Linked DNA regions of Mus musculus: all the other regions are linked to region 2. A link is a contact called in public Hi-C and promoter capture Hi-C data. All regions are on one chromosome and are shown on one strand. Each heading gives the region's core, a stretch centred on a gene start, on an enhancer-like site or on the middle of the called end of the contact. The rest is flanking DNA. Distances are from core to core; before and after follow the strand shown.

Region 1 (4,311 bases), core at 111-2,610, 1.7 Mb before region 2:
CTCCACCTTCTTTTAAGCATGAGTTTTTTTTTTTTTTAAGGAAGGAAGGAGGGATTAAGAAATGAAACCGTTTCCCTCTGTAGTCCCACTGTTGTGGAATCCATTACATAGCCCAGGCTGGTTTCCAATGCACAGCGATTCTCCTGCCTCAGCCTTCCAAGTGCCGTGATTGCCTTGCTCTGGTATGGCTCTGGGGACTCTGGAGTTTTAGGTCACCATGGCCAGAGCCTATGGGAAACAACTGTCCCCTGAACGGCTTCGAACAAAGATGACACCTTCACCAACATTTTGCAAATGCTACTCTGAATCCGGGGACTGCAGACCATACCTCCACAGCAGTCCCTCACAGGAAGCACCTGGAGATCAGTCTTCCCGAGACACTAAAAGGAGTTAAACTTCCCTTTCAATCCCACAATTTATCTCCCTTCCCAAACACGTGAGGGGATCTGGTTAGGTGGAGGTAAGGTGCGGATGGGTTTTAGTCCTTTACTCTTGGGCCCTAGGGGACCAAGTCCAATTTACCTATCTCTTGGTCCGCACGCCCAGCACTCTGGGAGAGGATGCTATCTCTCCCGGCTAGCAGGGCCCTGACTGAAGGAGGCTGTCCTGCAAGTACCTTTCCTCCATCACATTGGCCATTCCCCTCCAGAGAAAGGTTCTGGGAGAGCCCCTATCCTTTAGCTCTGCTTCTCTTCCTGTTTCTCGGTTTAACTCTTCGTGCAGGTTCCACCCCAGCCACCCACTACCAGGTTCCCATTCTCAATAGAACAGGTCTTTTAGGGTGCCAGGCACTGCGTGGGTTTGTGTGTGGAAAAGTTCCCGGGGCAGATTCTTTAGAATAAGCCACAAACCTGCACTAGATGCAGGTCGATACTCGCCCTGAGCACCCCTGAGACTTGCAATCTGCGAGCTGGAAGGGCCAGAGCTGAACCCTTCCCTTTAAGCTCCTCCCTCGGAGCTCCCCGAAGTCCCCACCTCCGCCCTTGAAGTGCGCCAAGGCCACTGGAAAGAAGCCGATCACCGCGGGGTCACCAGGCTCGGCCCTAAAGCGTGAAAGCTGGAGCTCTGCCGGTCTAGCCTGCGGGAGCCTAAGACCGCGATCCGCCAGGGCGAGCAGCATCTAGGGCCGCGGAGGAACCGCGCCTGCGCCCTGGGCAAGTGAAGGGCCTGTCTCCACCACCGCTGCTCAGCCCGCTCCCCCGACCCCAGCCAAAGTGACTTCCGCCATGGAGCCACTGTGCCCCGGGCAAACTCACCGAGCGCAGCGCGACAGCCTGGGCCTGCAGCCACCAAGCCAAACGGAGCCGCTCCTGGCCTCTCCCGTGCACTCCTAAGTACCCGCGCAGCTCCGCCCTCCGCTGGGGGCTGATTCGTCACGTGATGCTTGACCGCGCCCCCGCCCCTGCCGGCCCCTCCCCCTTCATCCCGGGACTCTGCAAGCTGTGTTAAACCCAAAAGAAACTGGTGGTTTGTCTGCTCTCTTTCCATTTCGCACAGAGATGCTCTCCAGGGACCTCTGCAGGTACCCTGCACTGGGAAGATACAACATCTTCGTGACATGCATTCCTCGGGAAGGCCCCGCTGGCTCGGGGACCTGGAAATGTCTGGAGGAGCCTCCTGGCCTTATATTCTGAAGCTCAGACTATAATGGCGTAGAAATACTCAAACCAAGGGAAGCAACCAAAAACTAGAACTGGGCTGGGATTGTAGCCCAGAAGTAGAGCTCTTACTTACCAAGCCCAAGGCCCTGGGTTCGATCCCTAGTTTAAAAAGAAAGAGAGAAACCAAAACCCCATGAATTTTGTCCAAGGCATGTTATGAAATTCAGAACTCCTGCCAGGCCATATGAACCTCCCCCCATCTTGTGTGGTAAGCTAGCCAGTGAGAAGCTGGCTGACCTAGTTGATCTGACAGGTCATAGCATACCCCCACCCCCACCCCAGGGTCGAGCACCCTCAGATCTCTCCAATCCTTAGGTCTATCCTGTAATATAGGAATGGCCTCATGTCAGCATGGTATCTTGTAGCCAGGCTTGTGACGATAAGAAAGGTTTGGATCTAGTGGATTCCAAGGTTCTATTGGTAGGCTCCCAGTTAAGGACAGGAGTGGAAGTGTAGTTACTGAACCCCAGTTAAGTGGAATACAGGAAGAACTCAGAAAACTTGCGGAAAGGCAGGTCCATGGCCATCTGTCCAAGGCCAGCTGTCCCAGCTGCTGACAACAGGTAGAAACTGGCTGCTTATTTTAGGGTAAAAAGTCCAAACAAAAATGAGCAGCCTTTCTTGGCTAAAAGCCCAAAATGTCCTCTGACATGCCCAGAGCCTGGCCCTTGGCAGGAGCTAGAGATGTTTAAGTGTCTAAGCCAAAAGTGTCTCTGGCTGCCAGGAAGGGGGTCTTCAAGTCTTTTCCACAAAGGAGTGACCTTTCCTGGAAGCCATACTGAGGCTGTGACCCAAACTGAAATGACTTCAACACCTGGAATGAAAACTGGACTGACCAGCTAGCTCAACCTTCTTCCTGCCTCCATCCCACTAAAGGCTACAGTCCTATTAACCCCCAGGCTTTGGGGGGCTCCAGGATGGGATCCGACTCCCTCCAGGGACCCCACGGGCTGCTCAAGACCTTTGCCTTCTTTCTCTCCCTTCAGCTCCCTACAGTCCTTCCCACCTTCCTAAAACTCACCTTCTGTGGTCCATGAATTTCCTTCCTCAAAACTGAGAGACAAGAACCCAGAAGTACCTGGCTTGGGCTGACTTCAGTGGTGCTGAAAAAGGCTTCATTTTAAAATGTTAGAATATTCCCATATCACTGCCTGCTCACCCCAGCCTGTCCAGACAGCTGCAGAGTCCAGCCTGCACATCAGTGTTTCATAGATCATCTTCCCCCTGGACACATAGACCGTAGTAAATCCTTCCTTTATAGCGCCTCAGATGAGCTGAGGGCTACACATGCATTATCACAGTGTGTTAATAAAGGAGAGGCTTCTGAAGCGAAACAATGATAAGCAGTCACATGTGAGATAAACCCGTAGTCCTAACACTTGGGAAATTTGGGGGCTATAGGGTCAATCTGAGCTACACAGCACATTCAAATCCAACCTGGGCTACAGGAGACCCTGTCTCAAATGACCAACATACAGGGCTGTGAATATAGTTCAACTGGTAGAGTTATCCTGACTTGTATGCTTAGAGTTCTGGGTTCCATCCCTAGCCCTCCATAAACCTGGCATCGTGGTTCTCACTATGAGATGGAAGCAGAAAGGTCAAAGTTCAAGACCGCAGCATCAGTTTGATGGCTCAGCTGGCAAAAGTGCTTCCTACACAGCCCAATGACCTATACCACTTTGATCCCTGGAAACCACAGTAGAAGGAGAGAACACATTCCAAAAAAGTTGTCCTCTAATACTCATGCCATAGCTCACGCACCCCTCAACTCTCTCTCCCTCTCCATCTCTCTCTCTCTCTCTAATAATAATAATAATAATAATAATAATAATAATAATAATTTTAGAAGCTCAAAGCTATCCATATCTCCCTAGTGATTTGTGGCCAGCATGGGTTACAAGAGACTGCATATCAAATAAATAACCAAATAACCAAATGAATACGACCAGAGTAGACTCTTCTGGAGAGTCCGTCTGTGGGAAACTTTAGGAGGAAGCTATCCCAGCATACTTAAATCCCTTCATGCACACTTTGAGTCCTCCGCCTCCTAAGGGATAAGAATGTGCTATGTTGTTCCTTGCTGTATTCTGCATGGTGCCTGCCTGTCACCAGGTAGAGGGCAGAGACAATGGGTGTGCACACGAAGTGAACCTTGAAGATTGAGTCCAGGTTCAGCTTTACCAGCTCACCTAGGGCTCAGGGCTTGTTCTTAGAATGTTTAGAGGGATCTTGCCCTGAGTGTGTAAAAGTGTTTTTCTAGTGAACATGTGGACAGGAGACTGGGCATACGCCCTGAAGAAATATGGTTGCTCATATTAACGTTACCAAATATGCACAGCGGTATTATTCACAGGCGCCTAGAGATGGAAACAACTTCTGTTTATCAACTGATGCTTGGATAAACAAAATGTCCCACAATCGCAAAACAGGGTGTGACTCAGCTATCAAAAATGCTGCGCTACCACATACACTGTGGATGAACCTTCAAGACTGTGTTAAGTCAGGGAAGGACCTCATGCTGTGTGCTCCCACTTCCACTTACAGCAAGAGAAAGCTAGCATAGAGATAGATTAGCAGGTAACCAATGGTGCCTTGGGAGAAGAGCTTTGAGTCTGGGAAGGACCCTATGGGGCCTCGGGGCCTCGGG
Region 2 (4,036 bases), core at 816-3,315:
GTCCTACTTGTGTGATGCTATGCTAAGAGAAGTGGCAGAGAGGATCAGGTGAGCCAACAAAGGAATACCTGCCAAATTATAATCGAAGTGGAGCAACAGCGAACATTTTTCTTTTAGTCAAGCAAGGCAATTAAGAGTGGCAAACAAAAAGTTCCACCACTGAACACTGAGCCATTATCCTTATGCCAAGTGACAGGTGAGGTTTTTTATGTACTTTTTTGTTTTGTTTTGTCTCCTTCAAATGAGTGGTCAGACCAGAATCACTGAGGGCTTGAAGTCCAGTGAAAAATGTGGACGAATTTTATTTTAAGAATGAAAGAAAAAGAAAGGAAAAGGGGGTGTGGTGTGGTGGGGTTGAAGTGGGTAAGGAGTACAATTAAAATAGTTAAAACAAACAAACAAACAAACAAAAAATAAAATAAAATACGGAGACTAAAATGCAGGTTTATGTTTTTTTTTTTTTGTTTTCGTTTTTTTTTTTCCCCGAGAAAACACTTCTGGCATTAGTAGACCATACTCCAGTAGGGCAAACATGGTCTAAATCCTTTTCTGTACTTATCAATTGACCATAACCAGCCACTCACAAAACACATTTGGGTGATAGCTTGGTCTTTCAGCTGCCAGCTCTTGACTTTCAGGTTCCTCTTCTTCTGAAGATTGTCTTAACTGAGTTCTTTATGGTATATTTCTACCAAACTCTGACCTGGCTTATTTTGATCGTATGTAGCATAACACTTCACATAAGCTTATATTGGCAGAAGATTCTTGTGGTGGTTTGAATAGGAATGGCCTCCTAGCCTCATGTGTTTGATTGCTTGGCCCATAGGGAGTGGCAGTATTAGGAGGAAATATGACACTATGGGGTGGGCATTGGGTCTCCTATGCTCAAGCTAGGTCCCTCCTGGGGCACAGTCCCTTTCTGCTGCCTGCGGACCAAGATGTAGAACTCGCAGCTCCTTCTCTAGCACTGTCTGCCTGCATACCTCCAAGCTTCCTGCCATGATGATAATAGACTGAACCTCTGAACTGTAAACCAGCTCCAATGAAATGTTTTCCTTTATAAGAGTTGCCATGATCATGGTGTCTCTTTACAGCAATAGAAACCCTAATTAAGACAATTCTGAAATGTAATAGTCTCAGATAATAATCAAATAAAGTCCACCTGCTGTAAAAACAAAAGCAAAACAAAAAACAAAACAACCAACCAACCCAAATCAACCAAAACCTGTTATTGTTCCAATGAGAAGCTAAAGGGAGATGGCAGTCTGGAGTCTGCAGCCCTAGGGTCTGATTAACTGCCTGAAGGTTACATTGTGTGTTAAGGTGGACTAAGGCATGGGGTCATAGAAAGGTAGGGCTGCCAAAGTGAAGGCTGCACAAGGATGCTTGGAGAAATCAGGGGATACTAGAACACATTTTCTTTTTTAATGAGAATTTACTAGTTACTGTTTTGATCTGACAGATTTTTGAGACCAACAATGTCTCTGTTCTCATTGAGTTTAATAGAGGTGCAAGAAGCAAGCATAAACACACACATCACACTCACATGTATTTGTGGAGTGGAAACAAGCGTGCTATTTATAAAACCGAAGCAGAGCAAAAGAACAGGGTTTGAGGGTGGCTGCTATTTGAGGAGACCCTAAAGAAGCCAAAAGCGCAAAGCACGCGTGGCCGTTCTTTTTCTAATTTTCCAAGCTGTAGGGAGCAAGGTGCGCCCCCGAAGCTCCGCCTCTCTCTCCCGATAGGCCGCAAGGTGCCATCTCCAGAGTTTCCCCGCCCACCACCCCGCCCAGAGGTGGGGCTTCGAGCCCGCGCTCAGAGAGCGCCGAGCCGAAAGCGCGCGCACAGCCCTCCCGGCATGCTTCTCGTCCTCTCACGGCGTGGCTCAGACCCGCGCCTGGCATGCTGGGAACTGTAGTTTCCGCCCTCCGCCCCGCTTCAGCGGTGGCGGTAAAAGCGACTAGGTCGGGCTCCATTTCTAGCACATGACTAGCGGCTGTGGGGAGGCCCTACGAAGGGGTGAGGGCAGGGTCACCGCGACAGCCGGCAGGCCAGCGCCCTGGCCTTCTCCGGCGCGCGCCTCTCCTCAGCGCCGCCCCCGCGCCGCGGCCACCTCGCGCTCCAGGCGTCACGGAGCGCGCGCTCCTCCCCCTTCGTCCCCTCCCGCTCGACTCGCCGCCGCCGCCGCAGGAGCAGACGCCTCCGGAGCCGCGCGCAGCCATGGCCGAGAACCCCGGCTTGGAGAACCACCGCATCAAGAGCTTCAAGAACAAGGGCCGCGATGTGGAGGCGAGTGTGCTCCGGGGCCGGCCGGGCCGGGCGGCTGGGAGGGGAGGGGCGGGGGCCGCGGCCGCTGGCTCTCGCCGGCTGGCGGTCAGTCGGAGTTGGCCGCCGCCTCGGGGCGCCGCGGCCCGGGCAGCAGCCGCCCTCTGAGCGACTAGCGCGGCACCTGGGACCACTGAGCGCTCGGCCCCGCTGCGCGGGCGCGGCCTGGCGTCGGAGGGGAAGGGATGTGGAGCCGAGGCGGGGTCCGCGGGCCGCGCGGGAGGACGGACCGGGATGCTGCCGGCCCGCGTGCCACCCGCACCGCCGGGGCCGGGCCGCGCCGCCGCTCGTGTCCGCAGCCGGTGCAGCCTCCCGCGCTGCCGCACATGGAGCCTCGGTCCCCGCGCTTACCTTGTGCGAGCCGGGCCCAGGCGGGCGGTGGCAGCCCTCAGAGGGGGGTGGGGACCAGCCGGGTAACTGACTTGTTTGAGGGTGGTGGATGGGGGAGGGTAGGATGCGCCAAGACCATTTTCTTATATTCCAGTGCGGTCCTTTGGACCAGTCTTCCCGAGCTGTTGCAGCTCATACCCCTGTGACTGCTGGCATTTAGAGCGAGCTAAAGGTGGACAATAGTTTACCATCTATTGTGTTGAAGCTTTGGGAAGGAGGTTGTGCAGACCTCTGATCTTGGGTTTTTTTTTTTGTTTGTTTGTTGTGTTTTGTTTTTTGTTTTTTTAAAGCTCGTCTTGGAGTCGAAGTGTGAATAATAGGAAAATAATTTCTTTCACCTGTTTTGCAGAAATAAATTGGATACATAAGATTCCTACGTCCTTGTATATACCACATGCCACCAAGCTAGTAGATTTTCCAAGTGGTTGCAAAACTGTAAACATTCATTGTGGTCACTCAGTTTGCTGCTACTCAGCATGTTGCCATTGTCTCATTAAGGTGACATTAGCAGCTACTATTTGCAAACTCTGCTTATTGAGGTAGCGCTAGAGGTCTCACTGCTCCTACTAAAACCAATGAAGTGTAATAGCACAAACTTCACTGGGACCCAACCTCTGGATTTGATGGGGGAAATAGTTTTAAGCCCATCCCCTTTTCTCTATTCTAATAGTAGGGAATATGATTTGTATAGTCCAATAGTTTTTGGTAAGAGGCTAGTTAGTAAATACAGGGTTTGGTTTGGCTAAGAAGCAGAGGAAGCTGGGCCATTTTTCAGGGCTACACAGTTAAGTGTGAATTGGAAAAAACCTGGGGGAATATCTGTGGAATTCCCACTTGAGTGAGACTATAGGCCTTCCATCTCTGTCCTGATCACGTGTAAGTTTCTTTTTGAAAATTACTTCCAAACAAAAGTGAAACCTAGCAAATGGAACAGCCATCAGTCTTTTTTTTTTTTTTTTTTTTGATAAGACTTAGTTTTGATCTCTTTTTACCAGTAATTTTTCTGTGTGTGTGTGTAGTCTCATCTCTCTTGCCTTTTGTTTGTTTTCTTTTTGAGACAGGGCCTTACTGCATGGCAGGCTGGTTAAGCACAGAGAATAAATCCTGCCTTGATCTCCCAAGTGCTGGGATTACAGGCATGGGCCACCACACCCTGGCCCACCAGTAATTTTTCTTGAGGCTTTTATTACTGTAAGCAAAAACTTGAATAGTTTATGTGGATACCGGTATTGCTTGTATATTCTTCCCTTCCTGAATGTTGGTGTAAGTTTTTGTCATGATTCACTTGAGTATTGTGTCCTGTTTGTTTACTGATACCTAT
Region 3 (3,809 bases), core at 879-3,378, 1.6 Mb before region 2:
GCCTCTGCCTCCTGAGTGCTGGGATTAAAGGCATGCGCCACCACGCCCAGCAAATGCTTCTTTTTATAAGAGTTGTTGTAGTCATGGGTCTCTCTCTACAGCAATAGGATGATGACTAAAACACCCACTTTTTTTCTTTTTTCTTTCTTTCTTTTTTTTTAGCGTAACCCAAGTCAGCAATTCAAAAAGCAGTTGTGAAAATCTAACATTCTAACACAGTACAACCCCAAGACACATACGGATAGTGGAGGGGAAACATTAAGAGGGTTTCTTTTCCTTGTATTTCTATAAGGGCAGAACACTTAGCATGTACAGTAGTTGTGTGTCCTTGGGCGATTGCTGTTCTCAGCAATCCCTTCCCCAGCAGAGTATGATGGTGGGGGAGGGTAGTACCTGCTGAAGGCAGGATACAGAAGCGAAGCATGGCAAAAATCACAGGAAGCCCCTGTGGGCATTCAGGAGCTGGTAAGAGTGCAGGCTCTGGGGAGTGACAGAGATCCTCCAGGGCCCTTCCTTCTGCCTCAGGTTAGTGTCCGATCATCTATCCCATGGTGCAGAGGCCAACCAATGGTGATCCCTGTGGAGAAGAGACGTCACTGTGCTGGGGTCTCTGCAGACACTGGGGCTGAATGGCTGGGGACTCTGTTTACTTAGGGGAACATCCAAGGTAGCACTTCTTCATCTGCTGCCCTCCAGGGGAGAGAGACCTGATACAGGTCTTCCCTGATGCTGAACAAAATCCACCTCTTGTCTAACGATTACTTTCTCTAGTCCTTTCTCTCCTCCTTCTCTCTTCTTTTTCCACTTTCTCCTCCACCCCGCCCCCCCTCTTTTTAGTCTCAGCTATCCCAGGCTAGCCTGAACTTACTTGATTCCCCTGCCTCCATCTCCTGAGTGCTGGGATTACAGCACTGAGCAGCACCGTTTATGCAGTGCTGAGAATGGAACCCAGGGTTTCCTGTGTGCTAGGCAAGCACTCTACCGATTTAGCCACACCCCTGCTCTCTTCTAATAATAAGGTGCTTGCAATGCATACATAATCACTGTGTATACTAGCCTGGGCAAGGACAGAAAGACCAAAATGGGTCCTGCGATCCAGCATACAGGGATGCCAGCCACCTTTGGGAAGGTCACTGGGCCCCTATTCACACACTCAACAGGAGGTGCAGTCAGACTGACTGGGATAGAGAAGTCAGATGGAGCCGCACACTTTCCGAGGCCACCACCCTGTGGATCTTGATAACTGACCAGGATGACTGATGGCTTCCTCCATGCTGGGCATGATGCACTGATTCAGTTGCCACTTGACTCTTGCAGCCTAGCTTGAAGACAGGACCAGTCATAACCGCCTCTCGTAGGTTACTTGCTGAGGTCTAGAAGTGTTCTAAGACTTTGCTGAAGGTCACATGTTGTGGAAGTCTCGAGAGTCTGCCCCTGGGTAGACAACATCATGAGCACCATCATTAAATGCTGAACCAGATTGGAAAAAGATACTGATATCAAAGCCACCATGTCAGTCACATCATCTGGTGGGACATGGCTGCCACCCCATCACCTATAGGAGGCCTCTACCACACCACTGCAGTGCCAGGGCAGAACAGGGGGTGATGGGGCCCTGGCACAGTTAGAATCCTAGACTTCCATTTCTGGACTGGGTGAAATGACTCTCTTGCACAGAGTAAAGGCACTGTGGACTCTCCAGAATCATCCGTGCAATCAACCAACCAATCAATCAATCAATACAAACCAAAACCATGATAACCACAAAAAGTCAGGTGGTGTATATGTGTGCAACCCTAGCCCCTGGAAGGCAGAGGCAGTGGATCCCTGGGCTTGGTGGCCAGCCAGTGTAGCCTTCTTGCTGAGTTCCAGGCCACTGAGTAGTGTCTAAAACCAAGAATGAATACCTGAGGCTGTTCACAAGCACACACGCATGCAAGCATGCATGCATGCACACATGCATACACAGAGCCTCCTCAGTCCTTCGTTGGCTATTTGTGTGGTGGCTGTCCTTTGTAGTTATGTGTACCCAAGGATAGCACAGAGGGAGACGTCGGGGGGGGGGGGGGGGCTACATGCAGGAGTAGGGCTCACCCAGTATCCAGGACCCAAGAACAAAGCCGAAGCCTCCCTGATTTAAAGGCGGCAGCTGATGCTCCGCAGAACCAGGTCTGTGCCAAAGTAGGCAGAGCCCAGGGCCAGCCTCCTCCCCTCCCGTTGATCCCTCTGCTGGCCTGGAGGGAGGCTGGTGGCTGATAGGAGCTGGTTCCTCAGATGAGGTCATTTGTTTTGGTGCCAGGGGAAGGGAGGTGGTGGAGGCAGGGGCCCTGCTGTCTGCTCTCCGCTTGCTGGCGCCACAGGGTGGACAGCCTGGGTCTTGTCTGGACAGTGCCTCATTCTGAGAATGATGAGAAGAGACTCAGAGGGCAGGGAGTGGCCAGGCAGCCCATGCTTGAGGTCTGGAAGAGAAAATGGGAGCTCAACTGAAAGGCTGGGCTAGCCTCTTTCCTGGTTCTCTCAGGGGTCTGGTGAGCTCTGACTGGACCCTGAACTAGCCTACCACACGCAGAAGGAACAATTATGCTCCCCCGGACATCTGTGCTGCTATTCTGAAACACTTCCAGCATTTGTTGTTATCCTAGGAGGCCTTTCCAGCTCTTTGGGGTTTTCAGAGGCTACCCAGGAAAGCTTGTTAGTTACTTTTTTTTTTTTTTTTTCTGGGATGATGTGACCCACTTCCTAGCTCCACTCACTGATTAAAAGCTCCCAATGTGTCTATGAGGCCCAAGAACTCATTAAGAAATATTGTGGATGACAGGTCTTCTGTGTGCAAGTGGATTGAGGGGCTCTTAAAATGTTTGGGTTCATATACAGGTTCCCAGAGTGTTCTCAACACTTTCTTCATCCTCTTCCTCCTCACTCACCCACCAGAAACAGCCCCTTCCCTGCTTTGGACACAGTGCCATGTTCTTAAAATTCAAGTGAGTGGCAGTCCGTGGGGTTACTGTTGCGCCCAGCTTCTCTTCCCCATTGTTTTGTCTGGGAGGTTGCCTACAATGCTGCGTTGTGAGTAGCAGAAGGTTTTTTTTTAGCTTGGGTGTGTTCCATTTAAAAGCACTCCAATATTGGGCTAGTGAGACAGCTCAGGGTCATCTCTGCGCCACTCCTAGAACCTATGTACAAAGAGAGAAGGGAAGGGAAAAAAAGAAACCAACTCGACAAAGCTGTCTCCTGACCTCCACACATGGGTTGTAGCATGCACATGCACAACACACACACAGACACACGCACATGCATGCACACACCACCCACATTTCACTCGAACATACACACATGCAAATGCACACACACACACACATCATATCTTCATAGAAGTAATCTCAAGGACTTTCTAAAATTAACATTTGAAAGATTTTACTTGAAACTTTTAACCAGCTTCTAAGAATTTATTATTTGTTGTGTTTCTGGTTATTTTCCCTCTTGCCTTTTCCATGGGAAGAACGATTCACTTGATGTAGCCTACTAGTTCCTAAAATGCCATTTGTGCTCTATTTCAGGTAAAATGATGATAAAGCAATCCTATGGCTCCCTCTTTATAATTTCCTATCTCTGATTCATTTTGAGTTTATTCTGGGATAAGGTCTGCATGAGCCACCAGCCTTATTATTTCAGAGCGGCATCCCTAATTAATGAACAATGTATTGTTGTCCCTACTGACCGAATGACTTGTTGTTGGTCCTATTAATTGAAAGGTCCTTGTCTTTCCTCTGCTGCTTGTCAATGCAGCTGGTCACGTCCTGTTATCGGCT
Region 4 (4,154 bases), core at 733-3,232, 1.4 Mb before region 2:
GGGGCCCGATTCCCGGTAACTCCACAGTAAGACAAATTCTGTTATGTACACTGCAAACCAGGGAAGTGAGAGATCATTAGGCACTGCACTTCCTTTGTGCGACGATGAACCGAGACGTGCTCTTCACTTTTCTGCACATATACTTTAGCTTCTCTAGACATGGAACATTACCTCCACTAAAGTTGTTTCCTTCAAGGAAAATACATTGAAATGGGAATCAGACGTTTCTAAACTAATAGCATGGAGCTGAGGTCTGGACAACCTTTCTCCTCCTCCTCCGATTGAGTTTAATGAACTAAAGAATTGCTTACAAATCGGGAATCAATCTCATCTCTAGTAATGGAAAGGGGAAGTTATCAACATATTCCTTCAATATATTTTATAGAAAATATTCCAGAAAGATAATCCTTTGATGACAAATTTTAAGCCCAGAAACAGTCTAATGCAGTCTAAGCATGTTGCACCAAAGGAAAAAATTAAACACTGTCATAAGACTTCTTTATGAATCTCTAACGGCTCCCACATCCACGTCACTCAGTTTCTTCAGTTCTTCCTGGACTGACTGCCATTAGCATATGTTCGCAATGTTTCCCCACAGATCTGCATAGGAAATGAAGTAGGCGCCATGCATATCAAGAATGATGCAGAGGTCGATATGCAATATACACATGCAATACACTCTTCCTTTATATTCAAGAACCTAAGAAACAAATCAAGTAAAAAATGTTTGAATTTACATTAGGTGCTGAAACGATTTTTTTTTAAGTGAGCACTTTTTGCTTTATCTTTGCAATTTTAAGAGTCACAGAATAACTCTACCTCGGCATGATACTAACTTATAATAAGAAAACCTAACTGCCTGTCTGAAGCTAAGAACCCAGACAGTTACATACCTCTGCCACGCTACAACTGATTTTAAAATGCTTGTAGATATTACCCAAATAGTAATTTCAGATATCTTACCCTATCCCCTATATTCAAGCGGCATTCCTCTGGAAATCAAAAACACAGCGCAAAAGGGGAATCCTGAAGGCAGAACCAGAGCTACTTCTGCTAATTAAGCAATCTTGGAAAGGAAGTAGGCAAAGGGAAGGAACTCAAGCAGTTGTCTGCAAAAGTGATCCCTTGCAACTTCCAGTCACTTCCCCTTGAGCTCCAAGACATAAACTTTTAGGAAAGGAAGGCGCCACACGCAGAAGCCCAAAGTTACTCTCTTCACAATTTAATAAGTCCTTGGGTTCGGTGAAAGATGTCCTGGAGATACACAGATTCGGTGAACCGTATAGAAGAAAGAAAATACGTTCCCTTTCTCGTTTGGGTAACCAAACAATGGACCAACTAGCAGCGCCTCCAAATCATCCCGGTGCATGGAGGGTCCTTTAAGCTAAAACACCTGCAAAGCTGGGCGGCTTCTCCCTCTGCCCTTCCCATCCCCAAAACTGGACCAGGTCTGGTGTCTCCTGCACTGTTAACCCAAGGGCCACTCGGACTCCGCCAGGGACCAGTTGCTGAGGCCAAGGCCACCGCGCTGGGAACTGAACCAGTAGGTGCGGTCTACCCTCCCACCAAGCCAGGGCCGGACCTCCGCGCGGCACGGGGACAAGCAGTCAGTACCTGTCCTCCGAGACGCTGATGACACCCTCTTCTTTAGGTACAATCACCGCCATGTTGACCACCTCCTGCGACCCCTCGACCCGCTGCAGCAGGATCGGCTTGCGGGTCAGTGGCTGGGGCTGGATCTCCGCCGCCATCGGAGGGGGCGCGCCCGGGGAGCAGCCGAACGCGCCGGGGGACTTGGCTGAAGAGAACGCTCAGGCTTGCGCTCAGGATCGGGCTGCGAAGCGGAGCGGGCCTTTGGGAGCCAGCGACCATAGCCCTGCCGCCTGTCCAGGGAATGTGCCCGCTCTGGCTTCCAAAACCAACACCGCCGCCACACTAGCCGCAAGCCGGCGCCACCTAAGAGAGTAGGGGGCGGGGAGCAGGGGGCGGGGCGGGGCGGGGCCCTGTCGCAAGGCGGCCAACCCACTTCCGGAGGATGGGCACTAGCAGCCAATGCGCGTGCGTCAGTCCAGGAGCCACTTCCGCCCCGCCGCCCGTAAGTAACCGAGGCCCGCAGTGCTGTCAGGACGCATGCGCCCCGCAGTCCTTTACTTTCCCTTCCACACCCAAAGCTTTGTCCCCTCCCTCATAAAAAAAAAAATCTGTGAATGCGCGTGCCCAGAGCCCCACCCTCTCCAGACTCTGGGGGCGGGGAAAAGCCTACGTCAGCCGCACCGGAAAAGCGCCTGCAGGAAGGATAGAGGCTAAACTAGTTGGGACGTGAGTGTGCATGCGCGCAGATGACTCACCGCTAAGTTTTAACAATAACACACCGGAGAGGGCGCTGTGCTGTCGGCCGTAGAGAAACGGCTCTTGCCAGCACCGCGTGGACTCTTGGGGGTTGTAGTTTCCTCCATCCTCGACGTCCTTGTTCTAGAAAGCAGTAACGCCCACTTCTCAGCCCAGGAGAGATGTGGGCAAACGAAACTCTGCGCCTTCTGTGGGTTATTGCCCAAGTCAGAGGCAGAAATAGTGTAGTATCTAAGAGGGAGAACTAAAGAGCAAGCCCTGCTGAGCAAGACTTCTCTCGGGGTCACACTGCCACCGGTTTTAGTGAGATATGAGGGTAGAGGAAGAAGAGACTCTCATACAAGCTTCTTTGAGGGAGTTTAGAGATCATGGTATCAATCTTCTCTTTGTATTATGAATAAAGGACTCACACTTGAACCTAAGTCTTTTTGTCCAGTCTTGTTTCCAATCCCTAGCAATTGAACATTTTTGCTTTTCCAGTGACAACGGACAGTTAATAAATACAATCACAATATAATATAGAATGACTGTAATAAGGAGAATAAAATGTTGACTGGGCTATGGGGAAATTGGAACTCCTTTACAATTCAGGTGGGGATGTAAAACAGTCTCTTTTGGGGGGGGGGGAATGTAGTATTGCTTCAAAGGATAAACATTGCTACTGTCAGGTCCAAAAGAAACGGTGGGGTACTAGATATCTGTGATTTCCATTAGCATAGCAAAGCAAGGCGAACCTTGAAAGCAAAATGCTAAATGAAAGGAACTAATCATAGAGGACCGTTTATTTTATGATTCCACTTACGTGAAATAATCAGACTAGTGTTTGTACAGAATTGAGAGAGAAAGGAATAAAGCAGTCAGAAGGCTGTCTTCCGTTCATGTATGTCTGTTCGCCAGGTGTGTGCCTGGATCCCTGGAACTGGAGTTATGGAAAGTTGTGAGCTCTAAGTGGGTGCTGTGAGTCAAATGTAGTTCTGGAAGAGTGTCCAGTTCTCTTAACTGCTAAGTCATCTCTACAGGCCCAAGAGAACTATTTTTTCTTTATTTTATAGTGTGTTTGTGTTTGTGTGTGTGTGTGTGTGTGTGTGTGTGTGTGTGTGTGTGTGTGCCTGAGTGCCAATATGTGTACCGCATGTGTGCGGGAGCCCAGCAAGGTCAGAAGAAGTGGACCCCCTGAAACTGTATTTACAACCTATTGTGAGCTACAATATGGGTGCTTGGATTTAAACCCAGGTCCTCTAACAAGTAATCTTAGTTGCTAAACCATCTTTTATAACCTACTACCAAGGCTATTTTTTTTTAAATAAACGTCTTTTTCTTTTAAAGATTTATTTACTTATTATATGTAAGTACACTGTAGCTATCTTCAGACAGACCAGAAGAGGGCATCCGATCTCACCACAGATAATTGTGAGCCACCATGTGGTTTCTGGGATTTGAACTCAGGACCTTCAGAAGAGCAGTCAGTGCTCTTAACCGCTGAGCCATCTCTCCAGCCCCCAAGGCTATTTTTAATAACTGGATTAAAATGACTTCTTTTAGATCAACTTCTCAGTCTTTGATGGCCAATTATGAAAGGGTGTCTGTCAGACAAAGAAAGCCAGGGTCACAGGAGACTCCACAAACCATTTTAGTAACAAACAGTATGTATTTTTTTTCTGGCACATTCCACAAGCAAAACTGGTAATAAAAGACTGGGTGGGCCGGGCAGTGGTGGCACACACCTTTGATCCCAGCACTTGGGAGGCAGAGGCAGGCGGATTTCTGAGTTCAAGACCAGCCTGGTCTACAGAGTGAGTTCCAGG
Region 5 (4,041 bases), core at 108-2,607, 1.7 Mb before region 2:
TTTAATAATTTTAATATGTTTTTACTAGCATATTCACCATATATAACAATGGGCTGTATTATGACATTTTATAACGTATATAATATATTCTGATCATATTCAACCCCTATTATTCTCTCGTCTTCCCGCCCCCACTCTTCTTGAACTTGTCTTTAAAACTAGTCATTTTTCTTCTTGATCTGTCAGTAGGTTTAATTAGGGTTACTAACAGAAGTATGGGCAACTTACTAGCAGACATACCACTTAAAATCTTTGTCTATCTTTAGGTGATACAAAGGCACCACCGAACTTGATGACCTGAGTTCTATCTCCAGGAGTCAAATGGAAGAAGAGAAATGACTTCCACACATGGTATGTGTGTGATAACACTTATGCTCACATCAAAATATAATAAAAAGGTGTAAGTAGAAATGAAGGCTAATTGGAACAGTAAGAATTATGACTGTAAAGGGGAATGTAATAAAAATACATTATATAAGTGTATGAAGACTTCATAATAAAACTTATGTATCATTTATGCTAGTAACTTTTTAAGTCATTCCACCAGCAACCATCAACTACCAATAGAACTGGGAGGGAGCCCTTCCTCGCTCCTTGCAATCCTTAACTGGGGAGAGCAGGAGGTATTTGTTCCCATCACATCCCTGGGAGGCCCAATCTCGGGCAGATTTTGCAAGCACTACATAAGTCCTGGTTCACGTCAACTAGAACATCGAGAGGTATTAAGAGCTCAGTTCCCTTTGTTTTTGCAGCTTTGAAAATGGGATCCAAGAATCATCGCCATGTCGTCTCACAAAAGACGGGTGGAGAAGTCTGAGAAATACTGTGCGCTGTCCCGCTTGGAGTTTCCCGGGGCTCAGCAAAGCCCCGGTAAACTCGAGCCCCTGTAAACTCCTCGGAGGAAAGCAAGACTGTTTTATCTGTTCTCAAGCCGCGAGGCGCGTTTCCAGTCCCTGCTACCCTTTCACTCTGACTCGGCTTTGCCAGCCAACCCCTTAGGTATATCAAGAGGTGAACTCAGACTGGAGGCCGAGGTCCCTAGGATCGTGCAAAGCTCTCAAGCCTTTCGCGGAACTCCAGAACGTCCACGCATGCGCCTCGCTCGCTGCCAGCCTACGACACGCAGGAACAAAGGCTCTCTGCTGGGTACCAATCGTGTTCGCTGGCTGCTTTCCAGCTCTCCAATCAAATTCTAGGGTGTGGTCATCGCGCCAGGCTCCTCCGGCTTCCGATTGGTTAACGTTTTCCTGGTGCGAGCAGCTCTGGCCAATCAACGTCCGTCAGTCCACTCCGCGCGTCCTAGCCTGGAGGCGCGAGCGGCGCGGCCGGTTGAGGAGGGCGGGAGGTGGGCGGGACGTCCGGCGCTGGCCCCGCCTCCTCGCCCTGCCCACTCCCCGGCGTCTAAACACAGGTGGGAGCGGGAGATCCCGACAGGTGAGCCCCGCGCCCAGCAGTCGCAAGGATGGAGTTCGTCAAGTGTCTAGGCCACCCGGAGGAGTTCTATAACCTGCTGCGATTCCGCATGGGAGGCCGGCGGAATTTTATACCCAAGATGGACCAGGTAAGTCGAGCATCCCTGCTCCCTCGCAGGCCTGTGGCGGCTTCCCGCACAAGAGGTCTCTAGAGGATGGATGGTCTCTGACACCCTGGTCTTCACGGAAGGCGGGATCCCTGCCTGGGTCGCGCACCCCCACTAGGGCCATGTCCCCCCCCCCCCCCCCCCGCCTTTCAAGGTTTCTGTCTGTTCAAGCCATTGCTTTTCTTGGTAGTTTGGCTGCGTATTTTGTTCTTCTAAGCTTGGAGTTATTTTTACCTAAATGGGTGCGTTCCAGAATTGAGATTAAAGAGAACACGGTTGAGAACAATTTTGAGAACATAAGGAACCCTGGAGGAGTTATCGTGCCTATTTTCACTGGAATGAAACTTACTTCGCCCCACCCACTCCTTCCAGTTTTCAGACATCACCTCCCGCATAAGCTTACTCACCTTTCTGCAGCCACTATTTTATTCCTGGGTGCTTCCTACGGTTTTTGTTGTGTCCAAGTTCCTACTAGTTATTGGCTGCCAGAGGCCAGAACATGTTTGTTTTTTTGGTTTTTTTCGTATTTCATTGGTCTGTTCCCTTTCTTAAACGCGTGCTTTTATGATAATACTTACTCTGACAAAAGTATGTAACTGTTGCATGATGACACATCCAGTTAACATCAAAAACTTAAACGTTTCCCCTTCACTGGAAACATCAGGCACTGTATTTTATTTAAAGGTATTCTTAATTGGTGCCCTTGCTTTTCTCATTCAGAATCCTCCCTTTTTTAAGATTTAGCTCTAACAAGTGCTCTCAGCCATTCAGCAGACCCTGGACACCTGTCAGTGATGGGCACTCTGTGGGGTAAAACATGGATAGCAGTGTAATTAAGGGCATAGACAGGGTCCACAAGGAAATGAACGCCAAGAGTAGGTTTCAGGGGAGAAGAAGGTACAGTTGCCAGATTCTTGCACGGATAAGTAATCAGAGCAAGAGCAAGAATCTGCTTTATAATCCAACTTGAGCTCCTGACAGCTCCAGTGACAGGTAGTTCATTCTGACCTGCAAGGTCTCCTTACCTGCCTTCTCTAGCACCCTTTAACTTAGACCCGTGATCCCAGAGCCACTTTCAGATGCAAGATTCTTTATTTCAGTCTCGCAACAACTTCAGGGTTCTCTTAACTCGGTTCTGAATTTTATTTTTTCAAGACAGGGTCTCACTGTGTAAGCCCTGGCTGTCTTGGAACTCACTTTGTAGATCAGGCCAGCCTTGTGACTCAGAGATCCACTTGCCTCTGATCCCCATCTCAGCCTCCTGGCAAATCTGAATTAGAAGCGGCTTGAAAATAATCTTTTCTTCATGTACAGGCCTTTACTGCCTTGAGCAAAGTAGCTTGTCAGAAATGTGTGGGGGTTGGGGATTTAGCTCAGTGGTAGAGCGCTTGCTAGGCAAGTGCAAGGCCCTGGGTTTGGTCCTCAGCTCTGCGGGGGTGGGGGGGGGAGACAAAATAACAAAAAGACAAAAAACAAACAAACAAACAAACACCCAAGGTAACTGGTACACAGAGCGGGGCATGGTGGCACACGCCTTTAATCCCAGCACTTGGGAGGCAGAGGCAGGTGGATTTCTGAGTTCAAGGCCAGCCTGGTCTACAGAGTTTGAGTTCCAGGACAGCCAAGGCTACACAGAGAAACCCTGTCTCAGAAAAATAAAAACAAAACAGAAATGTGTGAAGATGAATTAGTGAACAGACTGCTTTGGGGAAGCTTGTATGTAGCCTTCTAAGGCAGGTAGGTGCCTTTGCCTGAGTATAGCAGAATAGTGACTTTTCCTAAGGGGATTTACAAGAGTAGGAGGGAAAATCACTGCTAGTTAGGATGCAAGTTTAACCTTTGTAGGGTTGCCTGAAGGAAATAGAGCTTTCAAATGCCTCTGTGGCTTTTGTGCATAAATACTTGCTTGGCTCAGTATTAGTAAGATTTCTTTTGAGTGCTGACATGATGCCGTAGGTGGACACTTCCACACCACACTTGACCTTGTACATGTATTTGACATGTCGTTTTCAATATGTTAAAAAGCATTGTAGAAAATTCCCTGTCAGCTGTGTGTATAAGGCATATGTGAAACACAAACAATTGCATGTTTGGACATGGGTCCCACTGCCAAGATATCTCATTGCTCATTTACAAATCTTAAGAAATCTAAATACTTCTATCCTGGAGAAGATGTACATTTGAGCTTTTACGGGGTGAACCCAAGATAAAGAATTTCTGCTTACAGTCTAGGTTGTAAGTCTTGGTCAGGAGACCAAGTGACACCTGACACCTGGTGATGGCAGTTCACCACCTCTGGGGAGGTATTCGCTGTCTTCTCTCGGTCCATGATGCTCAGGTTTTAGGATGCTTTGGACTGAATGTCCACCCTTTCCTTCCTCTTTTAGAGCCAAGGGGAGATTTAGTCTTTGTTTTGGAGTACAGACCCTGAAGTATTAAGACAGCTCTCAGTCTTTCAGAAT
Region 6 (4,330 bases), core at 1,118-3,617, 1.3 Mb before region 2:
TCAGACAGGCAGGACTCACACACATTTGAGAGGCCATGGCCAGAAGGGAGACGAATTCTCTGAAAATTATGCACTAACACGGAAAGAAAAATGTCAGAGCTGCAAAAACAACTCTGTATTGTCACTGATCTCTTATTAGGATCTTCTTGAGATCTGAAGTCTTAAGCAACAAACACAAACCTTGGAAACTATTCCTATCACCCTCCATTTAAGGGATTGTTTTTTTCTTCCCGAATTACAATAATCATTTTCTGATTTTCAACGTTTTTATATTTTCTTCGAATACTGCAAACTCTTTGAAGACAGGGACCACAATTCATATATTAATTTCTACCAGCCCCAGGCATAACTAGCCTGCAGCACATCCTGGTTGTTATTTAATCAGTTAATAGTCTTACTCTCTAATAAACTCATGCCTGTACTATGGTTTATTCCCATAGAACAGTATGCTACTATTTACTGATAATAAGTTAAACAACGTTCTGAGGCTTTTGTTTTTGAAATATTAGGAAAAGCCCAAACAACAAAGCCTGATTTTAAAAAAGCGCCACAAGCATGTCACTACAGATGCCCAGCAGGCCAGAATTTCAGCAGAGAAAATCCGGAAATGCAGGGCCAGTGGGAGAAGCCCTACAAATACCGACTCTTAAAAGGCCTCAATGTTCCGAATTCAACTCATATTTCAGGCAGCGGGTCTTGCAGTTTCCCAACTACATTTGAGAACAATTCTCCGGACTTGCAGGTGCAGACTGAAGACTTAATATGACAGGGGTTGAGAATGTTTTCCGACACAACACTGGCAAAGACTTGAGAGGCGGGTTTCCCAGGAACCTATCTATTCTCTGGGTCACCTGCGCAACGTGGTCATCCCTTTTCACTTTTAAAACGAGGGCAGTGGATTAGGATTTGGAAGGCCCCCCTTTCATTTCTTAATCTAGTCTAGTGCCTTAACACGATTTGAAGAGAGAACTAGGTTGGAGAGGACAGTTGCTTTACTAGTCCACATCTGAGTTCCGCTTCGGGTTTGCAGGGTTGGGTGAGGCACTCCAGGGCTGGCTTCCTTTTCGGTGGATCCTCTGACCGGCTAGAGCCGGAGCCGAAAGACCGGCGGGGATTAATACCAGGTCATAAACAACCTCTCACTTCCCCTCCCCCGCCCCCTCCGGGCCGCCCCAAGGCCCGGCCTGCTGCAGCCGCGTGGGCCTGCGCGCTCCCGTATTCTTCGTCCGTTCACCCTTCTTGGCCCTGCGTTCTCAAATCGCGACGCAGGGCCCTCACCCACAGGTTGGGGGCGGCTTCCACTTCCCTTCTCCCGACCCTGTCACCGCGCACAGCCAAAAGGCCGGCCGCCTTGACACACACGCCTAGGGCCGCTGCCCGCCCTCCGCGCGCCGACGCAGTCCCCGCCCCAACCCGCGGTGCTTCCGCGGCCTGTCCCCGCCCCTTCCCGAAGCCCGCCTCCCGGCTGCGGGCTTCGGGCCGCCCGCCGCCCCTTGCGCGCTGGCTCTAGCGTGCACCCGCTGCCCCGCCTCCGCGCGTGCTCAATAACTGTCCTCTCGGTCGGCCTGCAGGCTTCCCCCGCCCCTGAGCTGTTTGAATATGCTAATGAGGCTGTAAGGACCAGCCAATAGGGCAGTGGGCCTGTGGATCACATGACCCGAGTACGTGTCAGGGGCGGAGCCTACGTAGCCCCTGCCCGAGTTAAAACCGGAGTGTGAGAGAGAAAAGCGCTTCAGTAGCGAGAGGGGCTGAGAAAGTGGTGACACCGCTGGGGTGCGGAGGGAGTCTCTCAAACTTCTCTCAACAGCCCCAGGGCCAATCTCCCCTCAGCCCACTCCCCTCTTCGCCAGATCCCTGGTCCCCACTCCCTGCACTGGGGGTGGGGTGGGGAACTGGGCCCGTCTCCCGCGGGGACACACACAGGGTCCGGGAGTGGGGACGGGACCCCCAGGCCGGGGGGGACGGACGGACAGACGGCCGCGCGGCCGCCCCAGCGGGCAGGCAGGCCGGAGGCGGGGGTACGGCCGGGAGGACCTGGGCTGGGGAGTTTCCTCTCAACTATCGGGGGAGAAACTCCCCATAGCTGGTGTTTTCCTCCCGGGGGCCGCGTTCCCCGCCCCGCGTATCGGCGGTTGCCGCCGCCGCCGCCGGTGCTTCCACCTCTGCCATCTCTTCACCACCTCGGGCCCCGGTGTCCCCGGCCAGCACTATGCCCATCTTACTGTTCCTGATAGACACGTCTGCCTCTATGAACCAGCGCAGCCATCTGGGCACCACCTACCTGGACACGGCCAAAGGCGCGGTAGAGACCTTCATGAAGGTACCGACTAACCCAGCCCCGGTGGTGACCCGGACCCGGTGGCCCGCGGGGGGCAGGGCGGGGGGCAGCGGGTTTACTGCGGGCTCCGCGGGCGCGGGGACCCCTCCCCCACCGCGCGGGCGGGCGGGCGCTGGGAGCGGGCTCTGCTGGGCCTGGCCCATGTGGGGCTGCTGTGGGTGCGGGGGGCGGCGGAGGGACGGCCCTGCGTGTGCGGTACTGTGGGGGCGGCCAGCGACCCTTCTGCGACTGGTAACCTCGCCTCTGTGTTTCCCTCTCTCCCGCCCGTCCCCACCCTGGCCCGCAGCTCCGTGCCCGGGACCCTGCCAGCAGAGGAGACAGGTATATGCTGGTCACTTTCGAAGAGCCGCCCTATGCTATCAAGGTAACAGCCCTCGCCCTCCCCCTCCCTTCCCTGATCCTGCCTAGCTCGCCCTCCCCGCCCCCTCTTCATTATGCTCCCCTCCCCCACGGCCGCTCCCGCCTCCAGGTCCCTTCCCCGCGGCCTCCCACCCCTCCCCAGCCCGGGAGCGTCAGCGAGGTGGCAGTTTCTGGCCCACCGCCGTCCCCTCCGGGTCCTGCTCGGCCTGGCGGCGGAGGCGCTACGATCAACATGGCCGACATTTCCCCTCCGCGGCGTGAGCGGCAGCAATGAACTGTGGGGGATATTTATTCAAGTTAGCCCGAGTGACAGCGGGGCCCAGCCTTGCCTAGCCCGGGTTTGCATTAAAAGGGAATCAGCCAAAGCTGGCAGGGAAGCCTGGAGGGGGGCTTCGAGACTTGGTCATCACAGAGTGGAACTAGGAAGGCCACCGATCGGTGGGACAGCTGTGGTCAACTTAAGAAGTCCTGCTGCCATCTGCCTCCCACTAGCACCGTCGCAACACCCGTCCCTTGCACACAATTTGGAGGATGTTATGTTAGCAAATTTCCCAGTGAAGTTATTAAAGTATTAAGACGGTTGTTAACTTAACAAAAGGTGTAGGGCAAGCAGGTTCATTCTTGGCCACCTTTGGAAGAGTTTCCTCACCAGAGACAACAGTTATAACACATTCCCCAAGCCATATCAAGCAAAAGTGAAGTTAAATATGCAAACCTGAAATGGAATACCTACTTGGTGGACATCACATTGTAATCGGTGTCCATGTGTGTACATGACTTCAAATGATAAAAAAAAAAATCTTACATCTTTCTTTTCAGGCTGGATGGAAAGAAAACCATGCAACGTTTATGAATGAACTGAAAAACCTTCAGGCAGAAGGACTTACGACTCTTGGCCAATCCCTAAGGACAGCTTTTGATTTGTTAAATTTAAATAGATTAGTAACTGGCATAGACAACTATGGGCAGGTAGGTTGAATACTAAGGTAGAAAAGAGTTGTTTTTATTTTTGTGTACAAAACCACAATCCAGTCCAAAAGTATGTAACATGGAATGCAAGTATAAAACATTGGAGGTTGAACAACAGTGCACACCGTTCAAAACATCTAAGGTATTATGGCCGCATATCCCCCACGCCCCTTTAAATGTATTTGCATTCAGAATTCAAATCTGAATTCTTGGCTAGAAAGTTGACACACATTTGGTTTCAGTCCCTCAGAGTTCATAAAAAAGACATAAAAGGGAAGGTGTCCTGCCTCAATGTATCAGTCTGAGTTTCCTGTAGGCACATATGCAACCATTGAATGGGCCACAGCCATTAGCTGACTTCGTAGTTGCTTCTATATTATAAAGATATTGGAAGAAATGATTTTTAGACAAGGGTTTAGCTTAACCTCGATTGTAAACTCAGGCAAGAGTTTTCAGTGGTGTGCAGTAACTGGTTGACTGCATTCAGTACGAAGCTTGAAATCAATGACAGATTCAGAAGTTCTAAAGTTTAAAAATTCTAAACCCTTGGGAAGATGTTTTCTGCAAAACATGAAAATTTGCCTGTCTTCCTGAAGCTCCCTAAGGTTGCTTTTTTCATCTGTGAGGATGGGACAAGAGCTTTAAGTCACAACAGTCATTGAC
Region 7 (4,263 bases), core at 1,316-3,815, 2.0 Mb after region 2:
CAATGAGCCAGACTCTCAGCCCTTTAAAATTATTTTTAAAGGGCTAGAGATACCTTAATAAGAATTGATCATATAAAATATCATTTGAGGGACAATTTGAATTTGTATACTGTATTTTTTTTTTTTTTGGTTTTTCGTGTACACTGTATTTTTAACTTGGTACATTTACCATTTACTTTCTGGTTTCAATCAATATAAATTCATTATGGGGATAAACAGTGCAACTAAAAATACTTACAAGTCTAAAGGTCAAAATGACCAATGCTTTTGGTGACAGTCATCAATGAAATCTTAACATTTTAAAGACCTGTCTTATACCTCAATTTTCACATGCTCTAACCTTTATCCCAAACCTTTCTGCAAATTAAGAAGACCACTGGCATAGCAAGGAGGAATTTAGACTGTTCTCCCACCACTGCTATCAGCTAATCTAGAAATAAACACACTTCCCTTTACCAAACTGTTTCTTAATTCTTTTGAAAACAGGAAAATTAAGTCAGTGGGTTTATGGACCAGTAACAGTAATACAAACTGTGATCACCAACTCATACTCAAGTATGACTAATCACCCTTTCTGTTTGAGAAAAATTTAGTATGGGCTGTGACTTTAAAAAGTAAAGTAAGACCCTGGTTATCACAGACAAGGAGAAGGCAGAGAAGCTGAAGCAGTCCCTACCCCCAGGTTTGGCAGTGAAGGAGCTGAAATGAACCAGACCTCTGCATGTGACTATTAAAAACCCTGAAAAGTCAAAAAAAAAAAAAAAAAAAAAAAAGTAAAGTAAGAAAGTCAATTTTTTGTGTGTGCACTGTTTGTGTTTGGTTCTTTCTGTCACAAAATATCCCCCTCCTTTATTGTCAACTCAGCGGAATCACCAATTAACCTTGCGCACAGCTTTAATCCTAGCACTCGGGAGGCAGAGGCAGGTAGATTTCTGAGTTCGAGGCCAGCCTGGTCTACAAAGTGAGTTCCAGGACAGCCAGGGCTACACTGAGAAACCCTGTCTCGAAAAACCAAAAAAAAAAAAAAAACCAACCCACAAAGAACACACACACACACACACACACACACACAAAACAAAAAAACAAACAAACAAACAAAAAAACAAACCAATTAACCTTGAATAACTTAAGTTATTCAACCTTGAAATAAAATAAAAAGTGAAGATACTGGTGTTAAGTTTATCAAAACTGTTATAAGTGAATCACAAAATATTTGTCTCTAACAGGCTAGATTTTCAGATCTGGCAGCTTCTTTCAAATAATAAAAAAAAAAAGAATGCTTTCTACTTCCTTTTCTACTTTTTTTTCCCCAAGAGAAAACTGGAAAGAGGAAAGTACAGTGTCTTGCTCTTCCCAAACTCCAACACCCTCCTTAAATAATACCCTGTTCCATAAAGCCAGCCCGCATAGCATCGCAGACCCAGAAATGTACAAAGCTGTCATGGCTTTCTTGTTTGGTTGGTTTTGACTAGGTGCAGAAAACATATTCGACATGTGTTAAATTTAATGTGAAGCTTCACAATTTCGTTTCCAAAAGTCAACTTTAATTGCATAGATGTATTCATTTGAGTTGTATTGTTTTGGGGTTTGGTTAATTTTGATGTGTTTTTCTTTCTTTTTTTTTTTTGCAAACTTTTTTTTAAAATCAAGTTTATAATGTTAAAAATATGTAAAGAGAAATTTACAAAAAAAAAAAAAAATCAGCACCTTTGAAACTGGGGTAAGGGTGTGGCGCTCCTGTGGCAGAAAGATCCGGTCTGCCTGAGCTACATGTATACCTAGCATGAAGTGAATTTGGAGCATGACAAACACTAGTTTACTTCCCGTTTCTCCTTTTTATTTTATTTTATTTCTCTCTTTTTTTCTAACGTCATTGAATGAATGCTGGCGGCATGCTTATGAATAAAACTACTCTCACACAACCTGCTGTCCATGTATGTCAAAGGATGAACTCTCGAGAAGGGCAAAGGCTCCGCAGTTGGCCCCTGGCAATTGACAAAAAAGAAAAGTTCTCTATCGACCCGGAGGCCAGTGGTCGAGACAGCCCCCTCTCCCTTCCACGACTGGCTTTCCCGTGTTGAATCCTACAGCCAGCCTCCTTTAATCATGACAGGGGTCGGCGGTGGGAATCTTCGCGCCACAAACACTGCTGAGCAACTCTCGGAAACCAAGGGATCAGGGTTAAGACAGGAAAGCAAAGCCTGCGCCAGACTCTAATGACCAGCAAAGCCAAGCCGGGGCCACCGCCACCGCCACCACCACCACGCCTGCCTCCCAAACACAGGGAGGAGACTCCGGGCGGGCGAGAAGAATCCCCTGCTAGTTAAGTCGCCCCTTCACTCCCAACACTCCTGTCACCCCGAGGACTCTCCTTCCACACACACACTCCCAGAGCCGGAAAAGGCTCGCCGCAGCCACACACCTACCGCGGGCAGAGAGCGCTGCGCCACCACTCCAGCGAAGTGCCTCACTTGGCTGCCGAGAACCCGATTGGCCGTAGCAGTCCGCGCGAGACAAACCGAGAGAGTCGCCGACCAATCAGGAGGCCGCGCGCTCCGGCCGGCGCCGCGGGGCCGCGGAAACTGTGTGGAGCTCCCTTGGGGCTGATGTCTCCCCCGCTGAGGTGAAGCCGCCTCGGGACTGCAGACTCTGGTGCGGACAGTGCAAGGCGCGCGGGGTGCCAGGCCGCCTCAACCCGCTGTCTCAGTAGCGGGGGTGGCCGGGGCTCTCAGTCGCGTTTCCCCCACCGTCTTGCGGCGCTCACTTTCGTGGCTGGTGATTTCTGAGTAATTTGGCTATCATGGGCTGTAGACAGCGGAGCACAGACAAGATCTTCAGGACACTGGTCCATTCCACAGGTAAGGTTACACTGGCCATGAACAAATGAAATTATTTATCAGTTGAACTTGATTGGTATCTTCGGAGCGACGGACTGACTCACTACTCAACAGTCCAAGATCAATAAAGTCACTGCAGAAAGGGATATGATTGACAGATCATATGATTGGCATGTAGTAACATGGTTCTTTGCATGTTAGTGAAGAAAACCAAAGTGGAGGATTAATTTATGTTTAGTCTTAGATTTGGTAAACAGACCATTAGCTCTTCCAAATACCCTACCACATACGATAGGATAGGTTTCTATTCTTCACCAGAAGGCGTTTTGCCATTGTTGTGTTGTTTAACATACGAACACGTTAAAAATGTGCCTGACCCTGACTTACGCTCCGATTATGTCATGCCTATCAAAGAACCAACGAGATAGTGGTATCTTAGTTTTTTTAGTTTCTTTTTCCTCCAAGTAAAAAGGAAACTTAGATCTAAATGAAGTTGCCTGTATGTTTGGCCAGATGAAAGTTTGAGACTGGCAAAGAACCAAATTTAAATAAAATTCTCCTGGCAAGCTGGGAGATGGTGGCTGGGGAGGCAGAGACTAGCGGATCTCTTGAGTTCTCTCCGGATTGAGTTCCCGGAAAGCCAGGGTTACCCAGAGAAACGTTGTCTCAAAATACAAAACATACAAACAAATAAAAAGTACACTAACAGTGAAATATTAGTGTTGTCTTTGGAAGATAAGCTTTAAATTTCCTTAACTTTTTTTGGCAATTTTTTTTCTTTTGTAAATTAGCTTCCAAGCTACACTGGTGAGAGCTTTTTCTTTAGTTGCTGTTTGCTATGTGGAAGTCCAGCCTAGTAGACCAGGATGGCTTTGAGCTACTGGTCCTCCTGTCCCCACCTGCCCTTTCCTGAGGTGTCAGGCTGAGTGAGTGTACTGAGGTGGAAGTTACTAGAATCTAAGGTGGAAGGCAGCTTGGCAATGTCTCTTTGTGGCACTTGGATATCTGTAGTATTAATTTTACAGTGGAAAGGTTGCCTGGCTGAAGTACAGTGTATAGCTTATGTTTCCCTTTTAACAGTTTGCATTTCTGGTGAGTCTCATTGCCAATGTGATACATACTTCTTTTTGGCTAACAGATTTTCAAGTTTCTAAGAACATTTTGGTGTTCTGAAGCATATCACAGTTAGTGGTATATGTCAAGCATATTCTGGGCTGGAACCATAGCCCAGTCAGAATACGTGCCTTGTTTGTGCAAAGCCCTGGTTTGGAATCTGAGCACTACATAAGTCCAGTGTGGTGGCACATGCCATTGATCCCAGTGCCTAGGAGGTAGAGGCAAAAGGATCAGAAGTTTAAGGCTATACTCAGTATCATAACCAGTTCAAGGCGAGCCTTTCTCAAAAGGAAAAAGAGAAAAATTGTAT

The links. Promoter capture Hi-C pulls out the DNA fragments that hold promoters and counts their contacts. A called contact is a pair of places that touch in the nucleus more often than the background predicts.
Region 1: a Hi-C map of muscle stem cells shows a contact between it and region 2, with 2.7 times the contacts expected there. The contact joins the promoter of Ctsb here to the promoter of Kpna3 in region 2. A contact is called at or near these places in 1 of 39 promoter capture datasets (hippocampal neurons), 1 of 484 Hi-C or Micro-C datasets (muscle stem cells) and 1 of 115 datasets of contacts at active chromatin or transcription factors (bone marrow-derived dendritic cells).
Region 3: a contact with region 2 is called in a promoter capture Hi-C map of hippocampal neurons, with 4 times the contacts expected there. The contact joins the promoter of 2700070H01Rik here to the promoter of Kpna3 in region 2. A contact is called at or near these places in 2 of 39 promoter capture datasets (hippocampal neurons and pre-B cells).
Region 4: a promoter capture Hi-C map of pre-B cells shows a contact between it and region 2, with 10 times the contacts expected there. The contact joins the promoter of Wdfy2 here to the promoter of Kpna3 in region 2. A contact is called at or near these places in 9 of 39 promoter capture datasets (the C10 cell line, cranial neural crest, embryonic stem cells and 5 more), 4 of 484 Hi-C or Micro-C datasets (CD4 T cells, CD8 T cells, muscle stem cells and 1 more), 4 of 115 datasets of contacts at active chromatin or transcription factors (astrocytes and embryonic stem cells) and 1 of 9 other capture datasets (liver).
Region 5: a promoter capture Hi-C map of neutrophils shows a contact between it and region 2, with 7 times the contacts expected there. The contact joins the promoter of Fdft1 here to the promoter of Kpna3 in region 2. A contact is called at or near these places in 4 of 39 promoter capture datasets (liver, neutrophils and pre-B cells) and 1 of 484 Hi-C or Micro-C datasets (CD4 T cells).
Region 6: a contact with region 2 is called in a promoter capture Hi-C map of pre-B cells, with 9 times the contacts expected there. The contact joins the promoter of 4931440J10Rik here to the promoter of Kpna3 in region 2. A contact is called at or near these places in 7 of 39 promoter capture datasets (the C10 cell line, embryonic stem cells, hematopoietic stem and progenitor cells and 3 more), 2 of 484 Hi-C or Micro-C datasets (CD4 T cells and embryonic stem cells) and 3 of 115 datasets of contacts at active chromatin or transcription factors (astrocytes, embryonic forebrain and large pre-B cells).
Region 7: a Hi-C map of pre-B cells shows a contact between it and region 2, with 5 times the contacts expected there. The contact joins the promoter of Setdb2 here to the promoter of Kpna3 in region 2. A contact is called at or near these places in 1 of 39 promoter capture datasets (pre-B cells) and 1 of 484 Hi-C or Micro-C datasets (pre-B cells).

Annotation. Positions count from the first base shown.
Region 1 is chr14:63,119,511-63,123,821 of GRCm38.p6, reverse strand. It overlaps Ctsb (cathepsin B), which reads right to left and starts at 1,360. Exons shown (of 10, transcript NM_007798.3): 1 at 1,257-1,360.
Region 2 is chr14:61,437,976-61,442,011 of GRCm38.p6, reverse strand. It overlaps Kpna3 (karyopherin (importin) alpha 3), which reads left to right and starts at 2,065. Exons shown (of 17, transcript NM_008466.5): 1 at 2,065-2,289. The coding sequence starts at 2,221.
Region 3 is chr14:63,053,392-63,057,200 of GRCm38.p6, reverse strand. 2700070H01Rik (RIKEN cDNA 2700070H01 gene) reads right to left here and starts at 2,128. Exons shown (of 3, transcript NR_046019.1): 1 at 2,095-2,128; 2 at 1,249-1,434; 3 at 1-577.
Region 4 is chr14:62,835,518-62,839,671 of GRCm38.p6, reverse strand. It overlaps Wdfy2 (WD repeat and FYVE domain containing 2), which reads right to left and starts at 1,982. Exons shown (of 12, transcript NM_175546.4): 1 at 1,615-1,982. The coding sequence starts at 1,751. Gm26536 (predicted gene, 26536) reads left to right here and starts at 1,141. Exons shown (of 2, transcript NR_168886.1): 1 at 1,141-1,547; 2 at 1,652-2,771. Mir8098 (microRNA 8098) reads right to left here and starts at 1,951; the gene lies at 1,815-1,951.
Region 5 is chr14:63,175,203-63,179,243 of GRCm38.p6, reverse strand. It overlaps Fdft1 (farnesyl diphosphate farnesyl transferase 1), which reads left to right and starts at 1,357. Exons shown (of 8, transcript NM_001360211.1): 1 at 1,357-1,561. The coding sequence starts at 1,463.
Region 6 is chr14:62,758,538-62,762,867 of GRCm38.p6, reverse strand. 4931440J10Rik (RIKEN cDNA 4931440J10 gene) reads right to left here and starts at 2,367. Exons shown (of 7, transcript NR_045503.1): 1 at 2,282-2,367. It overlaps Ints6 (integrator complex subunit 6), which reads left to right and starts at 1,756. Exons shown (of 19, transcript NM_008715.2): 1 at 1,756-2,320; 2 at 2,625-2,702; 3 at 3,518-3,667. The coding sequence starts at 2,210.
Region 7 is chr14:59,439,182-59,443,444 of GRCm38.p6, reverse strand. Setdb2 (SET domain, bifurcated 2) reads left to right here and starts at 2,565. Exons shown (of 14, transcript NM_001320720.1): 1 at 2,565-2,858. Gm45935 (predicted gene, 45935) reads left to right here and starts at 2,565. Exons shown (of 24, transcript NM_001320725.1): 1 at 2,565-2,858. It overlaps Cab39l (calcium binding protein 39-like), which reads right to left and starts at 2,482. Exons shown (of 11, transcript NM_026908.4): 1 at 2,427-2,482.